7 separate regions of the Mus musculus genome follow, and all the other regions are linked to region 4. Evidence: chromatin contacts called from public promoter capture Hi-C data. All regions are on one chromosome and are shown on one strand. The core of a region is the stretch at or near the end of the contact, and the rest is flanking DNA. Distances in the headings are between cores, read along the strand shown. Region 1 holds the start of Vps18 (VPS18 CORVET/HOPS core subunit). Region 2 holds the start of Dll4 (delta like canonical Notch ligand 4). Region 3 holds the start of Exd1 (exonuclease 3'-5' domain containing 1). Region 4 holds the start of Zscan29 (zinc finger SCAN domains 29). Region 5 holds the start of Chac1 (ChaC, cation transport regulator 1). Region 6 holds the start of Zfyve19 (zinc finger, FYVE domain containing 19). Region 7 holds the start of Nusap1 (nucleolar and spindle associated protein 1).

What was found. Promoter capture Hi-C pulls out the DNA fragments that hold promoters and counts their contacts. Capture Hi-C pulls out chosen DNA fragments and counts their contacts.
Region 1: a contact with region 4 is called in a promoter capture Hi-C map of liver, with 4 times the contacts expected there. The contact joins the promoter of Vps18 here to the promoter of Zscan29 in region 4. A contact is called at or near these places in 2 of 39 promoter capture datasets (both in liver).
Region 2: a contact with region 4 is called in a promoter capture Hi-C map of liver, with 4 times the contacts expected there. The contact joins the promoter of Dll4 here to the promoter of Zscan29 in region 4. A contact is called at or near these places in 3 of 39 promoter capture datasets (the 3T3-L1 cell line and liver).
Region 3: a promoter capture Hi-C map of liver shows a contact between it and region 4, with 4 times the contacts expected there. The contact joins the promoter of Exd1 here to the promoter of Zscan29 in region 4. A contact is called at or near these places in 3 of 39 promoter capture datasets (liver and pre-B cells) and 1 of 9 other capture datasets (liver).
Region 5: a contact with region 4 is called in a promoter capture Hi-C map of liver, with 5 times the contacts expected there. The contact joins the promoter of Chac1 here to the promoter of Zscan29 in region 4. A contact is called at or near these places in 3 of 39 promoter capture datasets (the 3T3-L1 cell line and liver) and 1 of 115 datasets of contacts at active chromatin or transcription factors (microglia).
Region 6: a contact with region 4 is called in a promoter capture Hi-C map of liver, with 4 times the contacts expected there. The contact joins the promoter of Zfyve19 here to the promoter of Zscan29 in region 4. A contact is called at or near these places in 1 of 39 promoter capture datasets (liver) and 1 of 9 other capture datasets (liver).
Region 7: a promoter capture Hi-C map of liver shows a contact between it and region 4, with 5 times the contacts expected there. The contact joins the promoter of Nusap1 here to the promoter of Zscan29 in region 4. A contact is called at or near these places in 4 of 39 promoter capture datasets (the 3T3-L1 cell line, liver and pre-B cells).

Annotation. Positions count from the first base shown.
Region 1 is chr2:119,286,493-119,290,436 of GRCm38.p6, forward strand. It overlaps Vps18 (VPS18 CORVET/HOPS core subunit), which reads left to right and starts at 2,250. Exons shown (of 5, transcript NM_172269.3): 1 at 2,250-2,638; 2 at 3,661-3,802. The coding sequence starts at 2,548.
Region 2 is chr2:119,324,246-119,328,070 of GRCm38.p6, forward strand. It overlaps Dll4 (delta like canonical Notch ligand 4), which reads left to right and starts at 1,539. Exons shown (of 11, transcript NM_019454.3): 1 at 1,539-1,961; 2 at 2,070-2,342; 3 at 2,818-2,875; 4 at 3,684-3,825. The coding sequence starts at 1,896. Gm14207 (predicted gene 14207) reads right to left here and starts at 1,952. Exons shown (of 4, transcript NR_030683.1): 1 at 1,736-1,952; 2 at 923-1,084; 3 at 600-731.
Region 3 is chr2:119,544,870-119,548,974 of GRCm38.p6, forward strand. It overlaps Exd1 (exonuclease 3'-5' domain containing 1), which reads right to left and starts at 2,758. Exons shown (of 13, transcript NM_172857.2): 1 at 2,138-2,758; 2 at 1,920-2,013. It overlaps Chp1 (calcineurin-like EF hand protein 1), which reads left to right and starts at 2,838. Exons shown (of 7, transcript NM_019769.3): 1 at 2,838-3,048. The coding sequence starts at 2,982.
Region 4 is chr2:121,169,348-121,172,989 of GRCm38.p6, forward strand. Zscan29 (zinc finger SCAN domains 29) reads right to left here and starts at 1,778. Exons shown (of 5, transcript NM_001290819.1): 1 at 463-1,778; 2 at 1-56. The coding sequence starts at 777. Tubgcp4 (tubulin, gamma complex associated protein 4) reads left to right here and starts at 1,821. Exons shown (of 18, transcript NM_153387.3): 1 at 1,821-2,124. The coding sequence starts at 2,047.
Region 5 is chr2:119,348,764-119,352,687 of GRCm38.p6, forward strand. Chac1 (ChaC, cation transport regulator 1) reads left to right here and starts at 2,479. Exons shown (of 3, transcript NM_026929.4): 1 at 2,479-2,873; 2 at 3,594-3,629. The coding sequence starts at 2,640.
Region 6 is chr2:119,206,960-119,210,697 of GRCm38.p6, forward strand. It overlaps Zfyve19 (zinc finger, FYVE domain containing 19), which reads left to right and starts at 1,761. Exons shown (of 11, transcript NM_028054.3): 1 at 1,761-2,224; 2 at 3,523-3,644. The coding sequence starts at 2,171. It overlaps Dnajc17 (DnaJ heat shock protein family (Hsp40) member C17), which reads right to left and starts at 1,836. Exons shown (of 11, transcript NM_139139.2): 1 at 1,729-1,836. The coding sequence starts at 1,806.
Region 7 is chr2:119,616,261-119,619,867 of GRCm38.p6, forward strand. Nusap1 (nucleolar and spindle associated protein 1) reads left to right here and starts at 2,038. Exons shown (of 11, transcript NM_133851.3): 1 at 2,038-2,635. The coding sequence starts at 2,543. It overlaps Oip5 (Opa interacting protein 5), which reads right to left and starts at 2,245. Exons shown (of 6, transcript NM_001042653.1): 1 at 1,898-2,245; 2 at 1,594-1,660. The coding sequence starts at 2,201.

The DNA.
Region 1 (3,944 bases), core at 1,000-3,499, 1.9 Mb before region 4:
TTCTTTCTTTCTTTCTTTCTTTCTTTCTTTCTTTCTCTCTCTCTCTCTCTCTCTCTTTCTTTTTCTTTCTTTCTCTCTCTCTTTCTTTCTTTCTTTCTTTCTTTCTTTCTTTCTTTCTTTCTTTCTTTCTTCCTTCCTTCCTTCCTTCCTTTCTTCCTTCCTTCCTTTTTCTTTTTCTTTCTTAAAATTGAATGCTTCAAGAATTTCCAAGCACAGGGGCCTATGCTAACCTTCTCTGTATTGTTTCAATCTTTTAGTATGTATGCTACTATAACATGCCCCCCCCACTGCTCTCTCTTATTCTCTTATAATTTTATTTATTTATTTATTTATTTATTTATTTATTTATTTATTTATTATCTATATTTATTTATTGTTTTTTTTTTTTTCCGAGACAGGGTTTCTCTGTGTAGCCCTGGCTGTCCTGGAACTGACTCTGTAGACCAGGCTGGCCTCGAACTCAGAAATCCACCTGCCTCTGCCTCCTGAGTGCTGGGATTAAAGGCGTGCCCCACCACTGCCCGGCTTCTTTTATAATTTTGACCTTGAGATTCTAACCCTCCTATTCCCACTTCCTGACTGCTGGGACCATAGTCACCATACCTAGTTCTGTGCTGTGCTGAGGGCCTCATCCTATGAAACTAAACAAACCCTCTTGTCTGCCAAGTAAGCTAGATCCATAGTCTCCAATTTCATTAAAATCTAAACCTTTTCAATTCAACAGCAAATCCAAGGCTGAGGATGGAGCCCACGATGTAGCACTCACACAGTATCTGTGAGGCGCTGGGTTTGATTCTTCGGGTCTGGATCTTAATTTAGTCAACAATCCGCTATTAAATACTAGTAATATTTAAACACAAACTCACCACTCAGTGATTTGTATAACATCCGACTGTCCGCACACCGTTAAGAGATTTTTTTTTTCTCATTTTATAAATGTAGAAACTGAGCCATGAGAGAGTTCGTTTATGCAAATGTCTAATAAACATTCACTAGTTAGTTATTGGTGACTGCCCTGGAGCAGGTTACAGGTAAAGCTGGGGTTCCCCAGTAAGTTCCCTAGCAGTGCCCTGAGCTCAGTCATGTGACCTCCACCCCCTCTCATTTGGCTCCTCCTCTGTTCCCACCAGCCAGGTCTCCAGCTGTCCCCACACTCTCCTTCATCTGCCTGCCATACCTAACCTGTCACTAGGTCTCTGGTGCCTTCCTCTGAGATGGTCTCCCACTTCCCAGCTCTCTCTCTCCCGGATGGATACATAAGGCCTGTCTTCTGCCTCAGGTCTCATGTCCTTTTCAAACACCTGCTTCCCAGTACCAACATCAGATCTTATCCCCAGTTATAGCCTCCAGTGGATCACACGATAGCTTCCACAGTCTGCCCAAGGCCAGCCCCGCTTCCTCTCCACCCCATTACACGGCTTATAGGGTTTCGCTCGTGACTTTCCTGAAGACTATATATAACCCCCTTTTCTTTTTCTGATACTAGGGCTTGATCCTAAGGCTTCCCACATGCTAGACAAGGACAGTCAACATCACTCAACGTATAGAGTGCCTGGAAGTAGCCTGCTTCAGTTTTCCCGGTGACCCTTGCCTCTCCCCCTACACTAAGGAGCTACTATGAGGCAGCTTACTTAACCTGGCCATTGCGTTGTCAATTTCTTTCTGTTTTGTTTTCTGGGGGTCTGTAGCCCAGTCCTTAGTAATCCTCCTGCCTCAGCCTTCCCACTGCTGGAGATTAAATTTTGTATGGTTTTCTTTTTGCGGTGTAAGGAAAAAAAAAAAAAATCCAGGTCTTATACCCGCTGGGCAAGGTGCTTATGCACCACTGAGCCACACTTGTGACCCATTCAGCTACTTCCTCTGGAAGCTAGGGGGCCCTGGGGTGAAAGAAGGGACACTCAGACTGTTCTGCCTGTGCCTGTGAAGGTGGACTGAGGCAGCAATTCGATTGAGGAACAGGAGGTAGTGTGACAGATGGAGGAGCACCGCCGGCCTTTCAGTGACAGTCTGAGGGAGTGAAGTCTGAGCTGCGGAAGCCTAGGATCCGCGCAAGCCTGTTACTGGACGCCGCTGGGAAATCCCGGGCTGCCTCCTAGCGCCAACATGAGGAACTGCAGCAGCAGGGTGGCCCGCAAGCGCTCCTCCCCCGCCGCGCCGAGTCTCCGACAACGCCTCCTTGTGGAGGCTCAGGTGCCCAGGACTCCAGTTAACACTCGCGGCTGAAAAACCCGGAAGCACGTCATAAGCACGCGTCACGGGGGCGGGAGTCAGCTGAGCTGCCTGGGCGAGGTTGTGATTACCTGGGATCTGCTAAGGGGAGCCTATAATCTCTTGGGACTGGAGCTGGGGTGCAAAGCTGCGCCATGGACTAGTTGGGGCTCCTCGATCGTCTCGTCCTTCACAGAGAAAGCGAAAAGGGCCCCAGAATTTTTAAAAGGTTCTCAGGATCTGTCAGACGCTGGGGAAGCACAACTTGCAAATCCAGGACGACCGGGGTCCCAGTTGTGACCCCCAGCCCCCAGATCAGAGATCCAGAACTTGATTGCCATGGCGTCCATCCTGGATGAGTACGAGGACTCATTGTCCCGCTCGGCCGTCTTGCAGACTGGTTGCCCTAGCGTGGGCATCCCCCATTCTGGTAAGTTAGAAGAGGCCGCCTCTGCCCCTTTCTGTTATGGTAGCATTTACGGGGGAGAGAAGCTCTAGAGCTTGCAGCGTGTGTTTAGGATCTAAGCCCCAGGCCTTTCTTGTCTTGCCCAGCTTGTCATTGGTCGAAGTTTGAAAGAGCCACAGGAACAGCCTCGTGATCTAGGCCTTAACTCAAAGGTCCTTCAAAAGAGGGAACTTGGGCTCAGATAAGGAAGTACTTGTTACTTTTGTCTATAGGCTGCAGTTGGGAGAACTGAATATAGGTTCCAGGCTTCTGTGTCTTGTTCTATGGATTTTTTTTAAAGCTTTTGGAGTCTGTGTATGTGTTCGTTCCCACCAGACTTCATCTTGAGGTAGCAGAGGAGGCAGAATGAGCACTGAACTTGGTGGAACGTGAATGTTATAAGTGAAGGAGGGTCGATCCAAAAGGGAATTTTGTTACTGAACAGGAACAATGGAGATGATTGTCCCGGGGTAAAGCTGGCTGCAGTTTAGAGTGTAGGAGAGCAGCGCAGGGTTACCCACACTATGATGATATTGCAGCGGACTATCGAGAAAGCAACTGTAGCCTATGAACTGGACTGATAGGACTGGGTTCCCAGAACTCTCTACATACAATGGAGACTCACTGAACCATACTGTGTGGACAGCAAGGAAGGGACTTTAGTTTCTCTTGGCCAAAGACCATAAGGGAGAATGCCAAAACCATCCTCCCTGTACTGTCTCCCCCCACCCCCGTTACCACTGGGAACGTGCATATCATGATACAACCTCATCTCAGGCACAGAGAACCAATCCCTTACTACTGTCACAAGTGTGGGAAGAGCCCAGGACCCTTCCAATAAAGACAACCAGAAAACTATTTCATGTTGAACTCTTTATGAACCAAGACCCTGTGGGTAGGAATATACTTGGGAAGCAGAAGTATCAGCTAACACTGGGGTTTCTCTGGGTTTCTGGGTGCCTCACCCCCCTCTGGACGCCTTTTTCTCTTGTCTTCCCCACCTATAGGGTATGTAAGTGCCCACCTGGAGAAGGAGGTGCCCATCTTCACCAAGCAGCGGGTTGACTTCACCCCCTCGGAGCGGATCACTAGCCTCGTGGTCTCCTGCAATCAGCTCTGCATGAGCCTGGGCAAGGATACACTGCTCCGGTAGTATCTTTGGAGACTTTTAGCTGACTAGGGTCTTTTTCCATACTTAGCAAATGACACAATAGCTTTTCAGGAGATGCACTATTCCTTCCCAAAGAGAACCAGTGTGGTGGCTGAAGATCAGAGAGAACTATGTTCAGAT
Region 2 (3,825 bases), core at 289-2,788, 1.8 Mb before region 4:
ACCCCACGCTCACAACCTCATGTTTCTTACCCCCCCCCAATTCTCCATCACCACCACCCAAGTCAAAATATCAGACCATGTTCGTCATTGGCAGCTGTTGGGTTCCACTTCCCCCTACCACGGCCTCCCTGGGGCTGGAGCCGCGTCCCTGCTCCCCTCAACCCCCGCCCGCACTGATCTTATCGTCCGACCATAGCCAGCAATCACCACGCGGGAGGGCTGACAGCTGAAGCCACAGGGCCCCCACCGCTCTCACTGTAGGAGAGAGAGAGAGAGAGAGAGAGAGAGAGAGAGAGAGAGAGAGAGAGAGAGAGAGAGAGAGAGAGAGAGAGAGAGAGAGAGAGAGAGAGAGAGAGAGAAATCTAGCACCCCCCAAAACTGGGAGAAGCCAGCCCTCCCCGGTCTGCAGCCTCGGGGGAGCACGACGGGTTCTGGGAAAGCAGCTGCAGGGTTTGCGCTCGGAGGCCACCCGGGAGAGGCGCGCGTGTGACATGGGTGAAACCACCCGAAACTCAAACAACTCTATGCGCCTCCAGTTCCACCCTACATCCTGCCCTATGCAGAGAGATCTAGACCTGATCAGCCTCAAGCTCTCTCACCTTGCCTCTCAAGTGGCCCAAGGAAATTCTGGAATTAAGAAAGTTTCCTCCCTACTCCAGCGGAGCTAGGGGACGCGGGTGGGGGCCAGGATGAGGATATGGAGACCAAGCGCGACCCAGGTGAGATAGGCACTGAGGGAAAAGACTAGAACCTCATTACCATACAGCTGAGGACCCCCCCCCCACTTCGAGAACCACGCCCCCCACCTCTCTTTCGAACCTCTAGTCCTGGCTCTAGCACGAGCCAGGAGGGAGTGGGGGTGGGGGACAAAGAGAGAAGGCACGCGCTGGGCACGCCCTGCTGCTTGAGGTGACACGCCTACCAGGTGCAGAGAAGACCAGAGTCCTAGACGCTTGGCCCTTTGCCTTGCTTGGAATAGCCAGGGAAAGGTTAAGGCGTCGGATGGCTTCCCTGCGGTGCTGGGGACGCGTGGAGGGTGGGCACACATAGGCTGGAGGCCAGCGAGGCAGGAGCTACCTAAAGTCTGGAAAGGAAAGGGAGATCCAAATCCCCTGGTCCTGCTTTTTGCTTTCCTAGTTTAAGCTTTCCCCACCTGCTAGAGGACTGTAGGTATCTAATGCCTGGATCAGGTGCACCGCCTACGGGGACCCCTTAGAGTTTCCACCCCCTGGACCATTCGGGAACCACCTCACCTCCCGCCGCATCACTGGGCTACCCTCCTATCCTCTGGTGGCGAGGGTCTCAGCCTTTAAGCAGACGATCTCTAAGGACTGCTCGCCGGGCACGCGCAGAGCTGGAAGCCCAGAAGTTGGAAGAGGGGCGGGGACCTGCGCCCTACTGGCTGGCTGACAGGGGGAGCGGCGGGGGCGGAGGCCCCCTCCGGTGGGTGCTGGGACTGTAGCCACTAGAGGCCTGGAGGGGAGGGGAGAGTGACCGTGAGTCTGTCTGACTGACAGGCTGCGAAGAGCAGCCAATATATATAAGAAAGGCTCTGGAGCAAGCAGGTTTCAGTAGCGGCGCTGCTCGCAGGCTAGGAACCCGAGGCCAAGAGCTGCAGCCAAAGTCACTTGGGTGCAGTGTACTCCCTCACTAGCCCGCTCGAGACCCTAGGATTTGCTCCAGGACACGTACTTAGAGCAGCCACCGCCCAGTCGCCCTCACCTGGATTACCTACCGAGGCATCGAGCAGCGGAGTTTTTGAGAAGGCGACAAGGGAGCAGCGTCCCGAGGGGAATCAGCTTTTCAGGAACTCGGCTGGCAGACGGGACTTGCGGGAGAGCGACATCCCTAACAAGCAGATTCGGAGTCCCGGAGTGGAGAGGACACCCCAAGGGATGACGCCTGCGTCCCGGAGCGCCTGTCGCTGGGCGCTACTGCTGCTGGCGGTACTGTGGCCGCAGGTAATGTCTCACGTCCTCTCCGCCCCCTCCCGCAGCGCTCCGGGCTTGCGCCCCGGCCCCGGCTGAGCCTGACCGCTCTCCTCCCTCCTTCTCTCGGTCCCTGTGCAGCAGCGCGCTGCGGGCTCCGGCATCTTCCAGCTGCGGCTGCAGGAGTTCGTCAACCAGCGCGGTATGCTGGCCAATGGGCAGTCCTGCGAACCGGGCTGCCGGACTTTCTTCCGCATCTGCCTTAAGCACTTCCAGGCAACCTTCTCCGAGGGACCCTGCACCTTTGGCAATGTCTCCACGCCGGTATTGGGCACCAACTCCTTCGTCGTCAGGGACAAGAATAGCGGCAGTGGTCGCAACCCTCTGCAGTTGCCCTTCAATTTCACCTGGCCGGTAAGCACAACTTAAATGCACCGGGAGATAACCGAAGGGAAAGAAGGGAGCGCCGGGACACCAGAGCTCCTTTCCAAAGCGCTCTCTGGAGAGCCCCAAGGGCTCTTTCTCTTCTGCCCCCGCCCCCCTGTTCTCTCATAGGATCATCCCGGAGAGGCTTTGGTTAGTCTTTCCTCCCAGTTTCTTCCCTTTCCTTCTCCCCAATTCTTGGGATACGAATTTCATTACCAAACCCCCAACGCGGCGCCGCCCGCCCACCCCCCGGCTCTCACTTACACTCCCGCATCCCTCATCCCTCCCCTGCCTTCTCAGCTCGCGCGCAGCGCTGCGCGAACACCAGTTATGTTGAGCCGAGCTCCGTAACTATATCCTGCAATTAGATTAATTAAACAGGCTGCTGCGAGGCACCCCCTCCTTTCCCTCCCTGCTGATATCGCTATCTCTAATGTCCCCCACCCCCCCTTTTGCTTCCCAGGGAACCTTCTCACTCAACATCCAAGCTTGGCACACACCGGGAGACGACCTGCGGCCAGGTGAGTATCTAACTTCTCGGCCACAGGGGGGCGACATCACACAGCGCCGAAAGAGTTAACCAGTTATAGGCGGGGGTGGGGGTTGGGGACGCAGGCTTGGGGGGTGGGGGCCAGGACGCTTAGCTTGGCCGGAGCTGCGCCCCGCGCTGGACGCTCGGATTCCGCTCGCTGCCTGGACTCAGAGCACAATTGCGTTTCCTGCGGGTTATTTTTGGCGTGGGAACGCGGGGAGCACGGCGGTGAGAAAGGCCGAGGCTGCCAGCGCCGCTGACGGGCCTCTTCCTGTATTTTACACCTTTTGCGAATTCCGCTCCTTTGGAAAGGGAATAATGGCTTTGGGATGTTGTTCTGACACAGAGGAAAAGGATATTTCACCAGCACAACAATTCTCACTTTGAAAAGGAAAAAGAAAAACCATTACCTACGTCTAGAACAGAACCCCTTGCTCCCAGTTCTCGAACCAGAAAACTTCCCCCTTTAAATTTTTTCTTTTTTTCCATTTTGACCTCTTTTCCTCTTTCCCCTCCGTATCTGCCTCCACAACCCTAGGATATCTTAACATCCGTCCATTGTACCCTTTTTTGAATGCTATCAAGCCCCCTGCACATGCACACACCCAGGGAGACTAAGTAGCAAGATTCTGGGACCCTCTGGCCTGTGCTTACTTGCAGGTAGAGTTAATCTAGATAATTAGAGTGTGAACTGACCACCATAGTCACAACTAAAGAGAGAGTTGGCAGCAGTCAACTCTCTCTGAATCAGGTTGGCTTTCTGAATCAGGTTCTCTGACCAAAGCCTCTTTCTGCAGAGACTTCGCCAGGAAACTCTCTCATCAGCCAAATCATCATCCAAGGCTCTCTTGCTGTGGGTAAGATTTGGCGAACAGACGAGCAAAATGACACCCTCACCAGACTGAGCTACTCTTACCGGGTCATCTGCAGTGACAACTA
Region 3 (4,105 bases), core at 1,508-4,007, 1.6 Mb before region 4:
TTCCAGTGAAGGATTCCTGGGGTCTTGGGAACGCGAGGCAAGCATTTCCCTCAGTGAAACACGCCCCCTGCTATATCTATATACTTTAAGGTAGGATTCTTGCAGCATCCAGAAGCCAGTATACAGCTAAGCAAACAACAGAGTTCTTTCACTCCCTTCCATGCCTTTGAGACAAGGTTGGAGTCAAGACTGGGCCAACTACTCTGCACAGTACTAGGGTTACAGGTCTGTGTGCAGCCATGCCCAGCTTTCTAAGTGGGTGCTGGGATCTGACTTCAGGTTTCATGCTTGAGCAGCAAATCCCTCTTACACGGAGCCATTTCGACAGTTCTGTGACTTAGGTAGACTCACATCTGTCAGGCTAGAATTTCCAAAATTGAAAATGAATTCAAAGTGAAATGCTTGGGAAGTAAGTTAAAGATAGGCTAAATGGTTAACCCAGCAGTTAGGGTTGCTTTCTGCTCTTCCAGGGGACCTAAGTTTGGTATTTTCTAGCACCCACACTTGGTGGCTCAAGCCCTCTAACTCCAGCTGCAGGGGATCGGATGCCCTCTTCTAACCTCCACTGGTGAGAATATCTCACACACACACACACACCCCTACCTCTCACTTGAACACACAAATACTATTCTTAAAGGTTACAACAAATCAGGAAAAAAGAACATGCATAGCAAAGAATTTTTTGCTACTGTTTATATTTAGACAGGGTTTCCGCAAGTAGCCCTGGCTGGTCTGGAATGCCCTATCTAGATCATGTTGGCCTTGAAATTCAAAAGGTAACTTCTGCCTTTGCGTCCTCAGTGCTGCAATTATAGATTATCAGGTACCAGGTCTAACAGAGGGTTTAATTGAATATAGCCCTAAAGACAGATTAAAAATTAGGAAGGGGGTACTGGAGAGATGGCTCAGCGGTTAAGAGCACTGACTGTTCTTCCGAAGGCCCTGTGTTCAAATTCCAGCAACTACATGGTGGTTCACAACCATCTAGAATGAGATTTGACGCCCTCTTCTGAGTGTCTGAAGACAGCTGCAGTGTACTTACATATAATAAATAAATAAATCTTTAAAATAAATAAATAAAAATTAGGAAGGAAAAAAAGGTCAGGATGAAGAGATGAGCTTCCAGGCCAACTGAGAATGGGATTATGTATACATCTGACCTCAAGATTTCCATACCACAGTTATGATCTCAATGGGTAAGTTAACCAGGGATAATTAGGAAAACAACTGAGTCAGACTAGAAATTTAGTGGGCAGGGAGGCCTTGCAGGACTCAGCCCGAGTAACTTTGAAGCTAGTAGTCTAAGGTGAGTTGAGAAAGGTGCTACGATATCTAGGTAGTAAGCTGGTTCTAAACCAAGGAGTGAAGGGATCAGACTCGTGAAGCTACAGGAAAACTAAGGCTTCACTTGAGAGGGTGTACACTAACATGCAGCTTTCAGCTTTTTCATCAGCACAAACAAAATACCAGAAGAATAAAATGCACCTGGCTTTGATCCCAGCTCTTGGAAGGCAGAGGCAGGTGGATCTCTGTTAACTTAAAGACCAGCCTGATGTACATACTGAGTTCCAGATCAGCCAGGGCTACACAGAGAAACCCTGTCTCGAAAAACCAAAAAGAAAAAAAATTCGGATTTTTAAACCGTAAGCCAGCAGTTGTTAGGTGAAAGCAGGAAAGATGCAAGTTGAGCCCAGCCTAGGCAATATTGGGAAATCCTGTTTAAAGATTTGCCACTCATGGGAGAATTAGGAGTTTATGCTCAGGACAGCCTGAGCCTGTAAAACCCTTTCTAGAAGTGGAGAAATGATTCTCTTTTCCAGAAAAGCCCTGACTAGTCTTGGCCAGGCTTAAAAATCCTAATTTTTAAGACAAGAAAAAATCCAAATAAATAAACCGTGCTCGGTCACAATCTTTCTCACCTTCAGGGTCCTCTGTCCCCACAGCAAAGGAGTTTGAGAAATTCCGACCTTAATTCTAGTCAAATGGTGAGTTCCTTAAACTAACGAGGGACTACTGTTAAAAAAAAAAAAAATTCTGGGAGTTATCCCGGCACAGCTTTGACGCAAAAAAGTTCTCAACGCCAGCCACTGAAGCCGCAGAGCCGACCACGCCCTCGCCCTCCGGGTGAATTACTTGCCTCTTTCCGGAGGAGCCAATCAGCGCGCAGCCTCGAGCCCATTCCCAGCGCCCCCTGCGGCCGGGGTAGAGAGAGCAGAAAAGATGCTGCCAGGAGCCATGCAAACCCCAGGCGGCTCTCAGCGCCCCCTGCGGCCGGGGGGAGGAGCGCAGGAAAGATGCAGTCTCTAGGCGTGCTGGGCCACAGTGGCTGTGGACTCCCTATTCTTAGGACCAGGGGAGTGAGAGTGAGAGGAGAGGAGAGGAGAAAGGAGGGAGAAAAAGAGATAGAGAGATACAGAGAGATGGAGAGCGAGCAAGAAAGAGTGCACTGCACTACTCTGGGGATCCACCTTAGGGTTTTGTCCCTCGTTTCGTGGGTTTGGTTTCTCTCCTGAGTCTCCGTCACCTGTAGGGTGGGACTCCTGGTACCTGAGTCCTGTGAAAAACCTGCTGGCTACCCTAGTGAGTTTGCCTCTGGTTTGTTCGAACACAGTGGCGAGACCGCACTGCCCTTTTAAGTGCAGTCCCTAGCGCCACAGCGGTATCGCCGCTTTAAGTCCGGCGGCTGCCCTGGTTCCGCGGGGCGGGGCCTGCTTCCCTTCGGACTCCCGCAGCCTCCGGGCTGATTCATTCCGGGCTCGAGAGCCAAGCTTTGACGTTAGCGCCTGCGCAGGGCGCGGCCTCGCTCCCGATTGGCTGGTGTCGGGCCGCCCTCCCCCGCGCTCCACCCCTTGTTTCTCTCCCCGGGCCGCAAGAGAAACAGTGCCCTCTCCCTTCTTGACCCCTGGCCCTTCCCTCCCTCCTTCCCTTCTGCCGCTGCTGCTTCTGGCGCTGCCGCTCCCGGAGGAGCTCCCGTCACGGTGATGGGGTCTCGGGCCTCCACGTTATTGCGGGACGAAGAGCTCGAGGAGATCAAGAAGGAGACTGGCTGTGAGTTCGGGTTGGGGGTGGGAAGGCGGCCCGGCGCCTTCGGCTGGCCTCAGTACTGACAGCGGTCGTCGCTGAGGGCTTGATCTGGGGTGCGGTGACTTTGTTGGGATGGTCCCATGCAGCCTCCGGTGCTTTGGGTAACCGAAGGCTAGAATACCTGTACGTTCATCTGTAGCTTCTTGGAGCCGGGATGTGGTTCCTCCGGTGCTGTCTTGCTCAAAAGCCCGGAATCTCGAGCACAGACACCACCACTCCACTCTTGCCCGTGAAGGTCCGCGAATTTTCTTCCTTATGGTTCCTCCTACAGAAGCATCCTGAACAGTAGATAAAGTAGAAGCAAATCCAGGAAATGTGAATGGTTCCTGGAGAAAACGTTATACATCCTAATGAGGTTTCTGAGCAAGAGCTAAAACTACTAAAATCACACACAGGGAAAAACTCAACAAAGAAGATCATAGAGAAAGGCTTGTGACCAGGAACTGAAGACCTCTAAGCAATCAAGAGTCCAAAAACCCGAGTGAGGCTTTTAAATCTGAATCGTTGGAGAAAAGCCACGGGTATAGTGGTCAAGGTTTAAAGACACAGTGAAGACATTTGTCCTATTTTTATATATATTGATATCTGCTGTGTTGCTGTACTTTATGCAATTGATATTGAAATTGGATGTACTCCAAAATCTGTGAATTTGTACCAGAAACATACATACTCTAGTTTCTTCCTTGTTAACCTGAACAAAGGAGCAACAGGGCTTTGGGAATTGAGAAGCACAGAAAACACCTCCATACCTTTGAAAGGCCCTTGGTAGTGTATGATACAATTGTATGGCTACAATGCTTTCTCAGTGATCCTTTGCGGCTCTCTTTGATTTTCGTAAGCCATGTCTTCATGGTACCTGTCTTTGATGATAATGTGAGCAAATAACCCAGTGGCAGATCGTGCCAAGGAGTACAGGGAACTACGGAATTCTCCAGGAATGAGTCCTTGGGTAAATGACAAGTTGTTCTGGCTGTCTGACAAGTTAAACTTTCTAGAGTATTCAGGTTGAAAGAGATGTGGT
Region 4 (3,642 bases), core at 528-3,027:
TTCAGGGGTGTCATCTTCTCCGAGTGCATTTCCTGCCCCTTCACAGAGACTGTGACCTAGAAATAACCCCCCGTTAATTGACATGGTCATAACAAGGGGCATTCCCAGGGGGAGACCATCCTCTGAGGCCAGGCCAGAGTGGAGGGTGGGGAGTAGGACAGACAAGTGTTTATTCCGTTATCATCAGCTTAGAGTGGTTGAAACTGCAGAAAGATCAAACAGAAACCCAAATAGCAGCTGGAAAAGAAACTTCCCCCATTTTTTCTCTTAAGAAACTGAAGTGAAAGACTTACTGTAACAGAGTAGGCATCTCCAAGCAAGCCCTACCTGAAAAAGTAACCCTTCCAGATCAGAAGTATCAAAATCACCAAACCTCTTTACATCCGACTGATCTTAAACTGCCCCTCCATCCTTGTCTCTCCCCAGCCACACACTTCTGACTGTATTCCCCCTCCTCCTCACCGAATGTCCAGGTCTTCCAGACTCTCTTTCTAAATCTTCCACCAGTGTCACCGCCTCCTCTCCATTTTCTGGACATTGCTTCTGTACCCAGTTCTGGATCTCCACAGGTAGCACAGTCAGGAATTGCTCTAGCACCAACAATTCTACAATCTGCTCCTTGGTCCGCACCTCCGGCCTTAGCCACCGACAGCAAAGTTCCCATAGTTGGCTGAAAGCCTCCCGGGGCCCAGCCACCTCCTGGTAATGGAATCTTCTGAAGCGCTGTCGTAAGCTTTCAGAGCTTGTGCCATTTCCTCTCCGAGTGGGTTTGGCCATCTTTCACAGCAGAAAGCCGTTTCTCTCCTCACTGTCTGGGTTCTAGGACTTATTACACTATCTTTGCATGCCCTTGGAGAAACACCTGCAGATGAGTCTCTCTGTAAAAAGGAGTTTTATCCTAGAGTAGAGAGAAATGGCGCTATCTGAGGAGAGTATCTTTACATGTTTAAAACCTTGTCAGAGCCGGCCTGACTTTCAATATGCTCGAAGTGGCCTTCTGAGGCAGTACCTTTTCAGGACAGCAAATCAATAGGCAAGGTGAAAATGACCTTTTAAAAACTGCATTTCTAGGTGACGTTTAGAGTATCCCCAGGAAGTTGCAGAGAAAAGAAAAATCTGTCCGCTTCGCTCCCACCTCAGGTAAATCATTAGCGCCCCAGATCAAATCGGTCAAAACGTTTGGCGAACGACAACAAAAAGCCTCTGTCCAGCGAGCGCCGGCTATTCTCCCCTAGAACCACCGCCGTCCTTCCAGAAGCTCCTGGTGTCTGCCCCGCCCCTTGAACACCAAACTACAAATTTCCACCCCGAACCAAAGTCAAGTGCCGAACACTGGGTCTCTTGCTCGCGCCTCCCGAACGAAGTAAGAACTCGGCAAGAGTTCCGGGGCGACAGATGGGGAAGGTCGCGCACCGGGGGAGCCGACTTGGGCTTCTAAATTGAGGTGGACTAGGGGAGAGTTACAGGAGTTGGTGAAGCGAGGAAGCTCGAGGGGCGGCAGTGGTGGGTCTCCTGAGAACGAGGCCGATGCGGGCCGGTGCTGCGAGTCCGTGGGCTTCGAGCACAGCTCCACAGCGGCGGCTGCCAAGTTCCAGCTTTGTTTTCTTCCCTCCGGCCGGGTCACTCTGGGAGACGTCGGCAGTCGGTCAAAATGCCACAGACCCTGCCAAGGCGTCCTGAGGACTCCCGCCGGCCCACCCCAGGCCGCGTCTCTCTCAACCAGCTTCTCAACTCACTCTCATCCCTTCCCCTCCTGGGCTAGCCTCAGTCCCGCTCTCAAGCCGGAAGTCCGAGCGGGCTTCTCCTGGAGCCCAGGACGCATGCGCGACGGCACCGGCGCCTCCTCGCGGCTCCGCGGCGGGAGCGAGGCGGTGGGCGCCTGGGCCGCGCGCACTTCCGGGATGCGGCGCGCGGCTCTGTGGCATCTCCTCTCCCGGTGGACTGCGGGGATTCAGGGCAAGAGATTCCGCTGGGTGTGAGGGGTCGCCCGGAGAGGCGCTGAAAAGAGGAGGTGGTAGATCTAGGGACTCCCGAGCCGCCCTAGAAATGATTCACGAACTGCTCTTGGCCCTGAGTGGGTACCCAGGGTCCATTTTCACCTGGAACAAGCGGAGTGGCCTGCAGGTATGCAGGGGGTCAGAGACGAGTCGCTTGCCGCGCGGCGGGTGCAGCTGAGCCGCAGCGAAGGGGCGGGACCCGGGGAACTCCAACCGACCGGCGCCCGCGAGCGGGGAGAAACCGAGGGCCAACCCTACGGAGCTCCGGCTATGGGGGCCCTGCGGTCCCGCGACTCCTGCTAGAGAACCACTAGGAGTGGATAGAACCACACTTCTTTTCACTGCATATGAATTTGTTGTTAAACTGAATCCCTAAATGTGTAGCTGGAATTAGATGATAGTTATTTGAGGGAAAAGGGGGAGGGATAGGGAACTCTTGCATTGATTCAAATTGAATTTTGAAAGTAGTGGAAATGTATACAAAGCGCTCAAGACACAATACTCAGTAAATTGTGTTGGATGAAAAAAATGAATTTGTAAACATATGGTGTTTCCCTCCTTTCTTCGAAAATTTCTGTACCAGGTGAAGAACTTGAGAGGGGGTTTTTCCTGTAATTAGAAGAGTATAACAGGAATGTACCCGTTAGTTGTTTTCTCTTCCTCTCCCCCTCTGTTCCTTTATCTCCCCCAACCCCCGTGAGAAGCCCAGATATAGCGTGATACTCAATATTTTGCCGAAACTAAATTGGCAACACTGAGTTTAATAGCCAGGCGTAGTGTTTGTGCCTGTAATCCCAGCCTTTGGGAAGTTGAAGCAGGATTATTGGTGTGATTCAAGTCCAGCCTGGGCTTCACTGTGGAACCTTCTCTCAAAAAAGAAAGCAAGAAAAGAAGGGAACAGAGGGCAGAGAAAGGCAAAGAAAAGAATGACAACTACAAATGTGTCTAAGTGTGTTGTGTAAAATGGTATCAGTGACTTCAAGGTGGAGTTGACTTTTTCACAGTAATTAAGCCTAAACTAGAATTTTTTTTTTTAAAACTAGAGTATGTGTCTATGTTGTATGAGTGTGGGCATATATGTCACAGAGTGTATGAAGAGGTCAACTTTATGGAGTCACTTCTCTCTTCCCACATTTGTGTAGGTTTCAGGGATTTAACTCAGGTCTTCAGGTTTGTGTAGCAAATGCCTGACTCTCTGAGCCATTTCACTGATCTTAAACCTAGAACTTTTCTAAAACTCTGTCAACAAGAAGTGTTCAAATTTGATAACTGTACCCAAGGAGCTAAAGGGATCTGCAACCCTATAGGTAGAACAACATTATGAACTAACCAGTACCCCGGAGCTCTTGACTCTTAGCTTCATATGTATCAAAAGATGGCCTAATCGGCCATCACTGGAAAGAGAGGCCCATTGGACTTGCAAATTTTATATGCCCCAGTACAGGGGAATGCCAGGGCCAAAAAGTGGGAGTGGGGGGGTAGGGGGGTTGGGGGGGTATGGGGGGCTTTTGGGATAGCATTGGAAATGTAAATGAGGAAAATACCTAATAAAAATATTTTTAAAAAGTCACAAAAAAATTGATAACTGTAGAAGTGTCATCAGTAATAAAAGACACACATACATATATATTGAATCTGTAACTGT
Region 5 (3,924 bases), core at 1,229-3,728, 1.8 Mb before region 4:
ATGTGGACTGACACCTTACTCAGTGTTTAGGTATTTAAGTATTTCCTCCTTTGCTTTTGCTGCCATAAATAACAAACATTAAAATTTCAGGCGCATGGCTTCTGTTCATATTTTGAAGAATTCCCTGGAGTGGAAAGAGGGGGTCACAGGATTGTTTTCCCTACTGATTCATATCTTCAAAGGAGCATCAGTTTTCCATCTCCCACCTGAGGCATGAGGGAAGATTCTCAGGGGGTATTCTTTGTAAGACCCGGCCGAAAGGCAGTACTAAGAGGGACTCGCAGAGTGGAAAGGAAAGAAAGGGGAGAATAAACATGCACAGTGGTGGCAAGCAGGAAAATTACCAGATACCACCATTTTTCTCAACAATTTTCCATTCAGAAAAGTAGAATGTGCCGGGCGTGGTGTCACACGCCTTTAATCCCAGCACTTGGCAGGCAGAGGCAGGCAGATTTCTGAGTTCGAGGCCAGCCTGGTCTACACAGTGAGTTCCAGGACAGCCAGGGCTACACAGAAAAACCCTGTCTCGAAAAACAAAACAAAACAAAACAAAACAAAACAAAACAAAACAAAACAAAACAAAACAAAACAAAAAAGTAGTGCATGAGCCTCACAGGGAGCCCAGGCCTGGGGTAGGCACACACATCAGGCATAAGGCACACCGGTGTGCGGACTCGAGTTCTAGTCCCGCCAACGAAACAAACACAAGTTCCTCCAACTTTTAAGAGTATTTCTTTCCACTCCGTTCATCCATACATTTATTCATTTAGAGACATGGTTTTGCTTTGTAGCCCATGCTGGCCCGATTCTCTAGGTCTCTATCCTCGGCCTCCTGAATGCTAGGCTTGAGAGTTTCTCTGTGAATCTCAGGCATGTATGTATAGTAATTCCAGGTCAGTCCAGCTAGAGGATAGTGGAAGAGAGAGAGAGAGAGAGAGAGAGAGAGAGAGAGAGAGAGAGAGGCAATTGTGTAGACACTTTTGGGATGGATCTCTTTTGGGATGGATCTACCCTGTGCATACAATTTTGAGTTAAATAAGGAGACTCACTGAGTTTCCACTTCCAGGGAGCTCACTCTTGTTTGTTCACCCTAGTGAAAGGCCTTCTGCTCTTTGTTTCCCTTTCCCAATGAGAGATGCCCAGAGAGGCTGCCTCTTGCTGCTGCCTAGGAAGCAAAACTCGACCTCTCCTCCATCCTGCAGTTTGGGGTGGCACTGGCTCCACCAGAGAGGGTGAGCTCTTGGGGAGACAGATCCTGAGACCTGCCAATGGTGACTGTTTTTTTTTTTTTTTCCCCTCTATTTTTTGAGACAGGGTTTCTCTGTGCAGCCCTGGCTGTCCTGGAACTCACTCTATAGACCAGGCTGGCCTGGAATTCAGAAATCCACCTACCTGCCTCTGCCTCCCAAGTGCTGGGATTAAAGGAGTGTGACACCACTACCTAGCCCAATGGTGACTCTTGCAGGGTTCAGGCAGAGAGGAACTTCCAAGGAGATGGCTGGTGCCTGGTTGCCCACGTCAGTGCCAGGGCCCATACCCACTGCCTGGCAAGAAGCTATGGGAAAAGGCTGCAGGTGCCCTTAGTCCTCTGTGCTGTCCTTAACCAACGTTTCTCCAAACTTTGGTACCTATGTAAATTGCCCACTGCTGCAAGATCTCAAGCTAGAGAGAATGAAACCCGTACCCATGGGGTGAAAGTGGCCTGGCATTCTTCTCTTTGTAGCTTTGTACCACAGGTACTAACAGTCATCCTCAATGTGACTACTCTGCCCAAGGCTGTCTAGTTTTGACTTTTCTTCTAACCCGCCTGAACTCAGGGGTCTCACATTTGGCCCGGGTGTAGCCGTCACGTGAGGCCTGCATGCTTGTGCCAACCAGTCTGACTCAACTACAGCCTTTGCAAAACCCCTTACCACCCCGTGACTCAGTTTCTCCAGCTGTTCACGTGGGCAACAGTATGAGGCACCAGAGTGGAATGCGGAGGGTGTCCAAAACAGCTTCTCTGCAGTGCGTGCTTTTAGGCGGGGCCCCAAAGGCAAGAATTCGTGCCGCCCAAAGTATTCCTACTGGTCGTGCCCTGCACTGGCCACTGCTTTGGGCGGCAATGATTCTGCCAGGTGCACCGGCTGGACTGCAGGGATGACACCGTTTAGACCACTGAGAGGGCCTTCCCGGGAGACGGCGGGTGCCCGCGCCCATTCTAAGGCCCGTTCCCGGTGCCAGCAGCCTGACGCAATCTGACTCGCCCTTGCTGCATGCCAGTTCTGGGGAAACCTTCCCTGCCGTTGCATCACTCCTGCCAGGTCTGCCACGGGAGGAGGAGCCGAACCAATCAGCACGCGCGTTGGCCCTGGGGCGGGCTGCTCTGGTACCCACTCGGAGGGCGGCGCGGTTAACCGAGAAGCAAAATCTAAAGGTGATTGGCCAGAAAGAGATTTGCCCCGCCCCAATCATAGGGACAGCTGGAGGCAGTCTGAGGGCCTTCCTGGCCGGAGGGTTTAAAGAGCGCCTCTGGAGGGACCACTCAGCTGGAACGACCGATCGGTGCCAGGCCAGGTGTACGCGTCCGTCGGTCCTTCCGTGCCCGTGCCGGAGACCAGTCTCGGAGGCCACCCGGGTCCGTCCCTGCGCCCGGCACCATGAAGCAGGAGTCCGCATCCCAGAGCACTCCGCCTCCTTCACTGTCCCCTGCACCATCATCCGCGCAGCCTTCCTGGGGGGATGGCGACCCCCAAGCCCTGTGGATTTTCGGGTACGGCTCCCTAGTGTGGAAGCCGGACTTTGCCTATAGTGACAGCCGTGTGGGCTTCGTTCGTGGCTATAGCCGACGGTTCTGGCAGGGAGACACCTTCCATAGGGGCAGCGACAAGATGGTGAGCATCCTTCTGTGCCCAGAGGAGTGGAGTGGGGTTGGCAGGAGAGTGGGCACTCGTATCCTGGAGTGGCAGGGACCCTGGGCTAACTAAGAGAAAATTGTAAACCTGGTTTGTGGTTTAAATTTGTGTGCCTGGAAATCAGGTTGGTGATTGCACCTGTGGATTCTTGTGCTGGTTACTAATCTGGGCCGCTCGTTGTTTGTCTCTTCCACATCTGCCCATCACTCCATGTCACTCGATGAAAGGTCCTCTCCCAGGCTTGGGGCTTAGGCTGGCACTCTTTCCTCCTCTTCCTTCTCTTCCTCTTCTTCCTTTCCCTCTTCCTCCTCTTCCTCTTCTCTTCCTCTCCCTCTTCCTCCTTGTTCTTCTCTTCCTCTTCCTCCTCCTCCTCCTTTTCCTCCTCCTCTTCTCCCCCCTCTTTTTCCCCCTCCTCCATCTTACCTATTTCTTGCTATGTGGCCTCAAACTTGTGACAAATCTCTCTCTCTGGTGCTGAAGTGCTGGAACTACAGGTTCAAGTCACAACAGGACTAAAGGTGTGTGTGTGTGTGTGTGTGTGTGTGTGTGTGTGTGTGTGTGTGTGTGTGTTGCTGGAGATTGAATCTAAGGTCTTGTGCATGACAGGCAAGCCCCCCATGTCAATAAGGTTCATTCATAGTCCTTTCGGAAGTGCTAATATCTAATTTGTCTTTTTCAAAACCTTTCTTCCCTGTCTAGCCTGGCCGAGTGGTGACCCTCCTTGAAGACCGTGAGGTAAGTGTGCAGTCAAGAAGAGAATCCTGGGGTCTGATGTATCAGGGTGCAGAGGGTCAGAGCTCTTGTGTGGGGAGAGTGGAAGTGTAGCTAGCTTACTCCATGCTTCTTGGAGAATCACTTGAGGGAGGGTCTTATTAAGATGGATTTCTGTGAGTTCAGAGTTATTCTTGGTTACATAATGAATCCTGGGTCAGACACCCTGTACTATATGAGACGTCTCAAAATAAACAAAACTCAAGGGAAATAGGGTGAAGGGTATTGCTTCTGGGTGGCTCAGCAGCCAGTCAAACAC
Region 6 (3,738 bases), core at 511-3,010, 2.0 Mb before region 4:
TATTTTTTAAGTAGGGTCTCTGTGCTGTTTTTTTGTCTGAGACACACACACACACAATAATAGAAAGAGGAGGAGGTGGTGGAGGAAGAAGAGGAGGAGAAGGAGGAAGAAGCAGCAGGTGGTGGTGGTGAGGATTATGATTTGGGGTTGGAGAGCTGGCCCAGTCTGTAATGTGCCTGTTCTGTAAGCAGAGGATTTGAATTTGGATCCTAAGCATTCAGGTAAAAAGCCTGGATCCCAAAAGCAGGGCACGGGGCATCCTAACATTTGGGAGGCAGATTTATCGCTGTGAGTTCGGAAAAACTAGCCTGATCTACATAGAAAGTTCCAAGACAGCCAGGGCTACATCAACTTTTCTTCGAGAGAGAGAGAGAGAGAGAGAGAGAGAGAGAGAGAGAGAGAGAGAGAGAGAGAGAGAGAGAGAGAGAGAGAGCGAGAGAGAGAGCCGGGCATTGGTGGCGCACACCTTTAATCCCAGCACTTGGGAGGCAGAGGCAGGTGGATTTCTGAGTTCCAGGTCAGCCTGGTCTACAGAGTGAGTTCCAGGACAGCCAGGGCTGCAAAGAGAAAGCCTGTGCTTTACGAGTATTTATTTCTACATCCATTTTTGACTTCAGCCAAATCTTCAGGAAGCTTTCTGAGCAGGATGACCACAACTTTACTGAAGAATCCAATCACCCTGATTTTCTGCCCCAGAGCACTCTTTCTGACACTCAAGCATTGGACAAGCAGTCCAGAAGTATAAGAGCATTGATAAGATCTCTTGCTGGGCGGTGGTGGTGCATGCCTTTAATCCCAGTACTGGGGAGGCAGAGGCAGGCGGATTTCTGAGTTCGAGGCCAGCCTGGTCTATAAAGTGAGTTCCAGGACTGCCAGGGCTATACAGAGAAACCCTGTCTCGAAAAAATAAATAAATAAAAAGGATCTCTTCCCCCCCCCCACCTTAAACACGTTAAGACAGCTGACCTTAAACTCCACAAGAAACTGAAGTTGACCTTAAATTCCTGATTCTCCTCCCTCCAGCGCCCAAGTGCATTACAGGCTTGGATCACTATGCCCAGCCCGGTGGGCATTACTTTTTATCCAATGAACTCCCCTGCGTGTACTGTCACTATTGCCACCACAATCTAAGAGTAAATAACAGAAACCTTAAGTACAGCACTTGAGATAAGTGGACCCCCACACCACCTGCTTTAACCTTCTGATCCTCTTGTTTAACCCGCTAAGCAGCACGCACTGACAACATTGGAACATCTGATACTTAAAAAGAGGAAAAGAAAACTGAGGCCTCTAGGTTCTAGGCCTCAACGTCAAATCCAGAAAAAGAAGAGGGGCTGAGGGGAGGAGTTAGAGCCTAGAGACTTTTCTTCCTAGGATCCCCCTGAAGTTAAAACAGACTAAAACCAAACACCTCCAGACAGACAGGTAAAACGTTCAGCGTACAAACTGATGCTGCGCAGGCGCAAAAAAGCAGGCCTGGGCTCTCAGGTTCAACCGGCCTCCAAACAGTGTGGCAGAAGGGACAGCACGGTCACACAGTTCAGAGTTCTCAATGCCTCCCTCCCTAACCCAGTCCTCAAGCCTTTCAGGAAGTGCCCGGAGGCCCCCTTTTTAGTCATTGGCCGTCCCTCGCTCCGGGTCCAGGATAGGGCGGAGCATAGAAAGCCGGAGCCAGGCGCGCGCCCTGACGCGAGGACCGAAGAACTGCTTTGCCTATCAAGTTCTCACCTCTTTGTCTGCCGCCTTCTCCTCAATGCCGAGCAGCGCGTACAGATCCATTTGTAAGAGCTCTTTGGTCACCGCCATGGTTCTAGTCCAAACTTGAATTGATACTACAACTCCCAGGAGTCTGAGCGTGTGCGTGGGCGCGGGGCTTACTCGCTCCGAGCCGGCCCAAAAGCGCGCTAAGCCTCCTGGGATGATGCCTTCCGATTCTCGTCTGACTGGCTGTGGAGGAGCGCGCTGCGGAGAATGAACTACGACTCCCAGCATGCCCCACTCCGCTGCCGCCCCGCCTTGGTGAGTGCAAAGTCAGAATTCTCCGCGCTGGGCCGCCCCTGGACAGCGCCGATGGGCGTGTGGGACTGGGCTGCACAACCTGAGGGTCTGAGAGGCCTACCCTGCGCTGGTGAGAGGCTAACCTACCAATTCTGCAGCGCCGAGAACTGCTATGGAGAGCAGGTGCTACGGCTGTGCTGTCAAGTTCACCCTCTTCAAGAAGGAGGCGAGTGTACTCCCAGAAAGCCGAAGGGCCAAGGGAGGACGCGGGGCGAAGGGAAGGGAGTTGCAGGCTAAAGACCGTTTGACGGCTTCTTTTCAGTTGTGTGGTTTTGATGAAGTAACCCGGTTAACCTCTCTGTAAAGTGGGTCGGATGCCCACCCGTTTCCGGGTTAAGATGATGGTCTGATGAGGTTCAGTGAGGTAAAAGCACTTCCTGCAAATCCCGATGACCTTAGTTCGAACCCCAGGACCCACATGGTGGAAGGAGAGAACTCCTGAAAGTTATTCTCTGATCTCCACACACATGCCATGATATGCATATGTCTGCACGCATACACTCACAAAGAAATAATGTAAATTAAGAAAATGTAAAGTAGCTTCGGTGAGGTGCTGTAGCTGAAAAGACCCTAGAAATTGTAAAGTTTCCAAAAGCTACACTTTTTTTTTAAATCTCCACCTACATTCTATCCACTCCCCTTCTCTCCATCTCTGTCTTTAAAGTCATCCCATGCATGCCGGTTGCTCTCTGTTCTGAAACCTGCCCCGTCCACAGCTTGCCCTTTTCTCCCCAGGGCACAATGAAAAAGCCTTCTTCTCAACCACATTCCCCTTGTGAGCTGCAAGGGAAGTAAATGGGACGAATTCATGGTGTATAGGATTGGAGCACTTACATATCAATTTTGGTGTCAGAGTTCAAATTTCAGCTGCCCTGTCTTATTCAAAGAATGATCTAATTGAACGGTCATGTAATTTCACTGGCCCCTGTTAAAATAGAGATAATACTGGTGGGCATCAGGATCAAATATGATGACGTATGTAAGTGATGATGGTTATAACAAATGATGAATTTTAAGGTGCAGGCTTAGTGCCTGGCACACACTAAGTACTTAATAATTGAAGCTATTGTTACAACCCTATCCTGAGGCGAACCTCCCACCATCTCTACCAGAACAGAGAAAGCACGGGATCTGCACCCAACTCTGATTCTTTTTGTTGACAAGCCAGGGACCTGACACACTGGGCCTTGTTTGTCTTTGCACTACACCCCCATGGTAAGAAATTGAAAATGGTAGAAAGCATGTGAATTTTGCCTGAAGTTTTATCTAATTTGAATAAGACTCCGGAAACAAGGAATTGCTGAACCCATCTCGGCCAGAACCCTAGGGATACCACTCTTCCTCCTTCCTTCAAAATCTGGTCACAACTTCACTTCCTTCTTTCTGTGAGTGCTTAGAGGGTCTCAGAGAAGAGCCATCGGGGCTGGGTGAGACATGCTTCCTCCTGCTTCCTGTTTCTTATAGTATGGCTGTAAGAATTGTGGCCGAGCCTTCTGTAACGGCTGTCTTAGCTTCAGCGCTCTGGTACCCCGGGCTGGCAACACACAACAGAAAGTCTGCAAGCAGTGCCACACAATCCTGACCAGGTGAGAGATGGGCTCTGACAAGGGTTCAGACAGACATGACAATAAGCATCTGGTCAGGCCTTGTGGCCTTGTGCGCCCTGGCCAGAGGTCTGCC
Region 7 (3,607 bases), core at 788-3,287, 1.6 Mb before region 4:
TTTTTTTTTTTACTTCCTTAGAGGTAGCATCATGTAGCTTGCTGGGACACTGGATCATGAACACTGAAGGACTTAAGGCAGTTCTAATATATAAACAAATACAATTGTTTCACCATTTCCTTATATAGAACAATGTCAATTAAATTTTAACTTGTATTCATTATAATAGTCTGTCAGTCTGGAAGACAACAGGACATAATATCAGGCAGTGGAGTAGAATAAAGATTTTTCTCTACTCTCACTCATTTTCTTGAGTGCTGGGATTAAAGTCACCACCATGCCTGGCCAATGCTTTAAGTACCAATAGATTGTAATCCATAAAGACTTTTTGAAATAATTTACAGTAAGTGTTGTGCCACATACAATATAAACTAATAATCAATTACTGAGTTCAAAGACAGTAAAAAAGGTATTTCAAGACCACAAGGTTACTAGTAAACGTGACCATTTACCTCAGTCAGAATGCACACAAGCAGAGGAACACAGTGAGGAAGTCAGGCCTAGATTCATAGCTTAGCAGGGAATGGTGCCTGCAGCCAAGCTTGGCAACCCAAGTGTGATCCTGGGCCTGAACCCCTCAAAGGTATAGTCTCACCTTCATGTGTGCATCTCGGTATGTGACTACACACAATAAATAAATAAACAAACAAATAAATGTGATAAAACTGTTTTTAGATTATAACTTGGAACAGAAATCTAACTCTATTCTTGCATGCATTTTTCTTGATATAGGCAAACATTGTACTTCTGAGCTATAGCACATCTCCAAATCTGTAATTAAATTTTTGTTTGTTTGGTTTTTCAGACAGGATTTCTTTGTGTAGCCTTAGCTGTCCTGGAACTAGCTCTGTAGACCAGGCTGTCCCTGCATTCACAGAGATCCTCCTGCCTCTGCCTCCCTAGTCCTGGGATTAAAAGTATGTGCTACCACCGCCAGGCTTATAATTAAAACTTTTAATCAGGCTTTTTAAAAAAGAGGTTGGCCAGGCGGTGGTGGCGCATGCCTTTAATCCCAGCACTTGGGAGGCAGAGGCAGGCAGATTTCTGAGTTCAAGTCCAGCCTGGTCTACAAAGTGAGTGCCAAGACAGCCAGGACTATACAGAGAAACCCTGTCTCAAAAACAAAAAAAACAAAAAAAAGAGGTTGGGTGCAGGTTCCCATGCTTGTGATCCCAGCACTTGCAGGCAGAGGCAGAATTGTAAATTCAAGGAAAGACCTTTATTACCAATATCAAAAGTAAAATAATTTGTAACTATATCAAAAATGTCACTTCAGGGCCAGTGAAATGACTCGGTGGGTAAAGGTATTTGCTACCAACCCTGAGAAATTATAACTAATAACTAATAACTAATAACTAATAGTCCTAGTTCTCTCACAGACCTTAAAACCTACATCCAACTTTAACTTTCACCAATGCCATGTTTATATGATTCAAACCGGTAAAGAGTTTACAACTCAAACATACTCTATGGAGAGCGTAAACATGTCACAAGACAAAGTTTCTTTCTTGTTTACAACAGTTACATACTCTTCACTGTCATTAAATCGGGAAATATATAGAGAGCGCCACCTCAGGAATTCTCCACACGTACCTGGACTTGAGAAAACCTTCTATGCCAACCAAAAAGGGCTCTAACAAAACGACGTTGTTTGTGACTTCTGGAAGACAAAACGGTTTTGAGAAGAAATACCTGCCAGCAGATTCATCTGCCCATAAAACTTAACAAAATGGGTGGGGCTCAGCCAAGGGCGCTGGGTTAGCTCAGGCGACGGCCTGGGTTTGAAGCCCAACTCGGGAAAACAAAACAAACCCCTCCCTCCCCTGGGCAGTACTGTCCCCCATTCCTCATCTGCCTCTGGTCTATCTTCCTCACAAACTACCCTCGCCTCACTCACTGGAGAAGGCCAGGGCGCCGAGGGACCGCGACAGGTCCCAGGCGAGGTGCAGGGTGTCGCCGAGCACCGCGTAGCACCGCGCGCAATGAAACACGGCACATCTCTCCGGCTCCAACCACGCAGGCAGCCGCAGGTCGACAGGTGACGCCTTCACCTTAGACTCGGAGGACCCGAGAGGGGAGAACCCTTCCACCACCTGAGTGTCCCACTCCATGGAGGAGGTAAGAGAAAAAGGTGTATCACAAGAGTCACGACGTGACTGGGTCTCCAAGAAGCGAAGACTGCGGCGCGAGAGAGTCGCCATATTTCTTTGAAGCGCGCGCCTCTTTCTCGCACGCTCCAAGTCCCGCCCACCTGTCTCCCTGCGTCTTCATTGGACAATGTTCCTGAAAGACACGCTCTCAATACGCTCAGCGCCAGCATATTGGTATAGTTTGCGGAATAGCGGTCTTCAGCCAATCACGCTACTGGCCCGCATCGGAAACCCCACCCTCGAGGCAGTTCAACCAATGAACTTACAGCAGTCTTAATTTAAACTCCATATATAAGTCGGCTTGTCAACGTCTTGGGTGGCGCCAGTTTTGAGCCGCTCTGTTTTGAGTTGTGTGGCTGTTTTTCTGGGAATCACCGAGATTGCAGAACGCGATGACCGTCCCCTCTGCAGAGGAGCTGGACTCCTTTAAGTACAGCGACCTGCAAAATTTAGCCAAAAGGCTGGGCCTCCGGGCTAACATGAAGGTACCGTGCTGGCTGGCGGTGCGGGCAGTTGGGTGGGCGGGGTAGAAGAGACCAGGGATTTGGGGGACAGGGCGCGAAGTGACTGAGAGGAAACCCCCGAGGGACGTTATTTTGGGAGGAGTAGGTAGGTTTTGTTCACAGTGACTGGAATTTGTTAAACGAAAGAAAAGCCGAGGCTGTTACTCTAGTTGGAGGCTTTTTTTATTATATTTGGAGAACTTATAAAGACTTTTTGTTTTTTGGTTTGGTTTGGTTTTGGTTTTTCAAGACAGGGCTTCTCTGTGTAGCCCTGGCTGTCCTGGAACTCACTCTGTAGACCAGGCTGGCCTCAAACTCGGAAATCCACCTGCCTCTGCCTCCCAAGTGCTGGGATTAAAGGCATGCGCCACCACTGCCCAGCTCTTATAAAGACTTCTTAATGGAAATGCTAATACTTCCTGGTACCAAATGGGAAACGAAGGCCCATAGGACGTAATCAGTGTAATTTCCATGCCAGTTATTAGGCAGTTGAAGAAAAACTACTTTAAACGACTTCTTCTGAAAAACTCTACTTACTGTTCAGTAAACTATGACACTACCTTCACTCTCGTGAACCTTTAATGGGATGCCTGTCCACCGTGATCTAGTATGATTGTCCATACATTAATCACTATTGTGATGGTGGTCTTTTTCAAAACCGATAAGGTCTTTGAATTCTGAGTTTGCAAGGTGTTCAGAGAAAATGTGGGGATTCATTGTGAGATTGGACTTGCTATATTGAAGCTTGCCCACATGTATATACCAGAGATTTGTACAGCAAACTGCTATTTGCACTAAATCTCTAATTAGTTGTCATAAATGTTTTTAAATGGTTTAAATAGAATAATGTGGCCATAGGTACACCTTTTATCTGGCTGAACGGCACTGAAGAGTACTTAGAAATGTTTCTGAGTTTAGTGCTTAATGGCTCCCCAACTTATTGTCTAAAGCTTA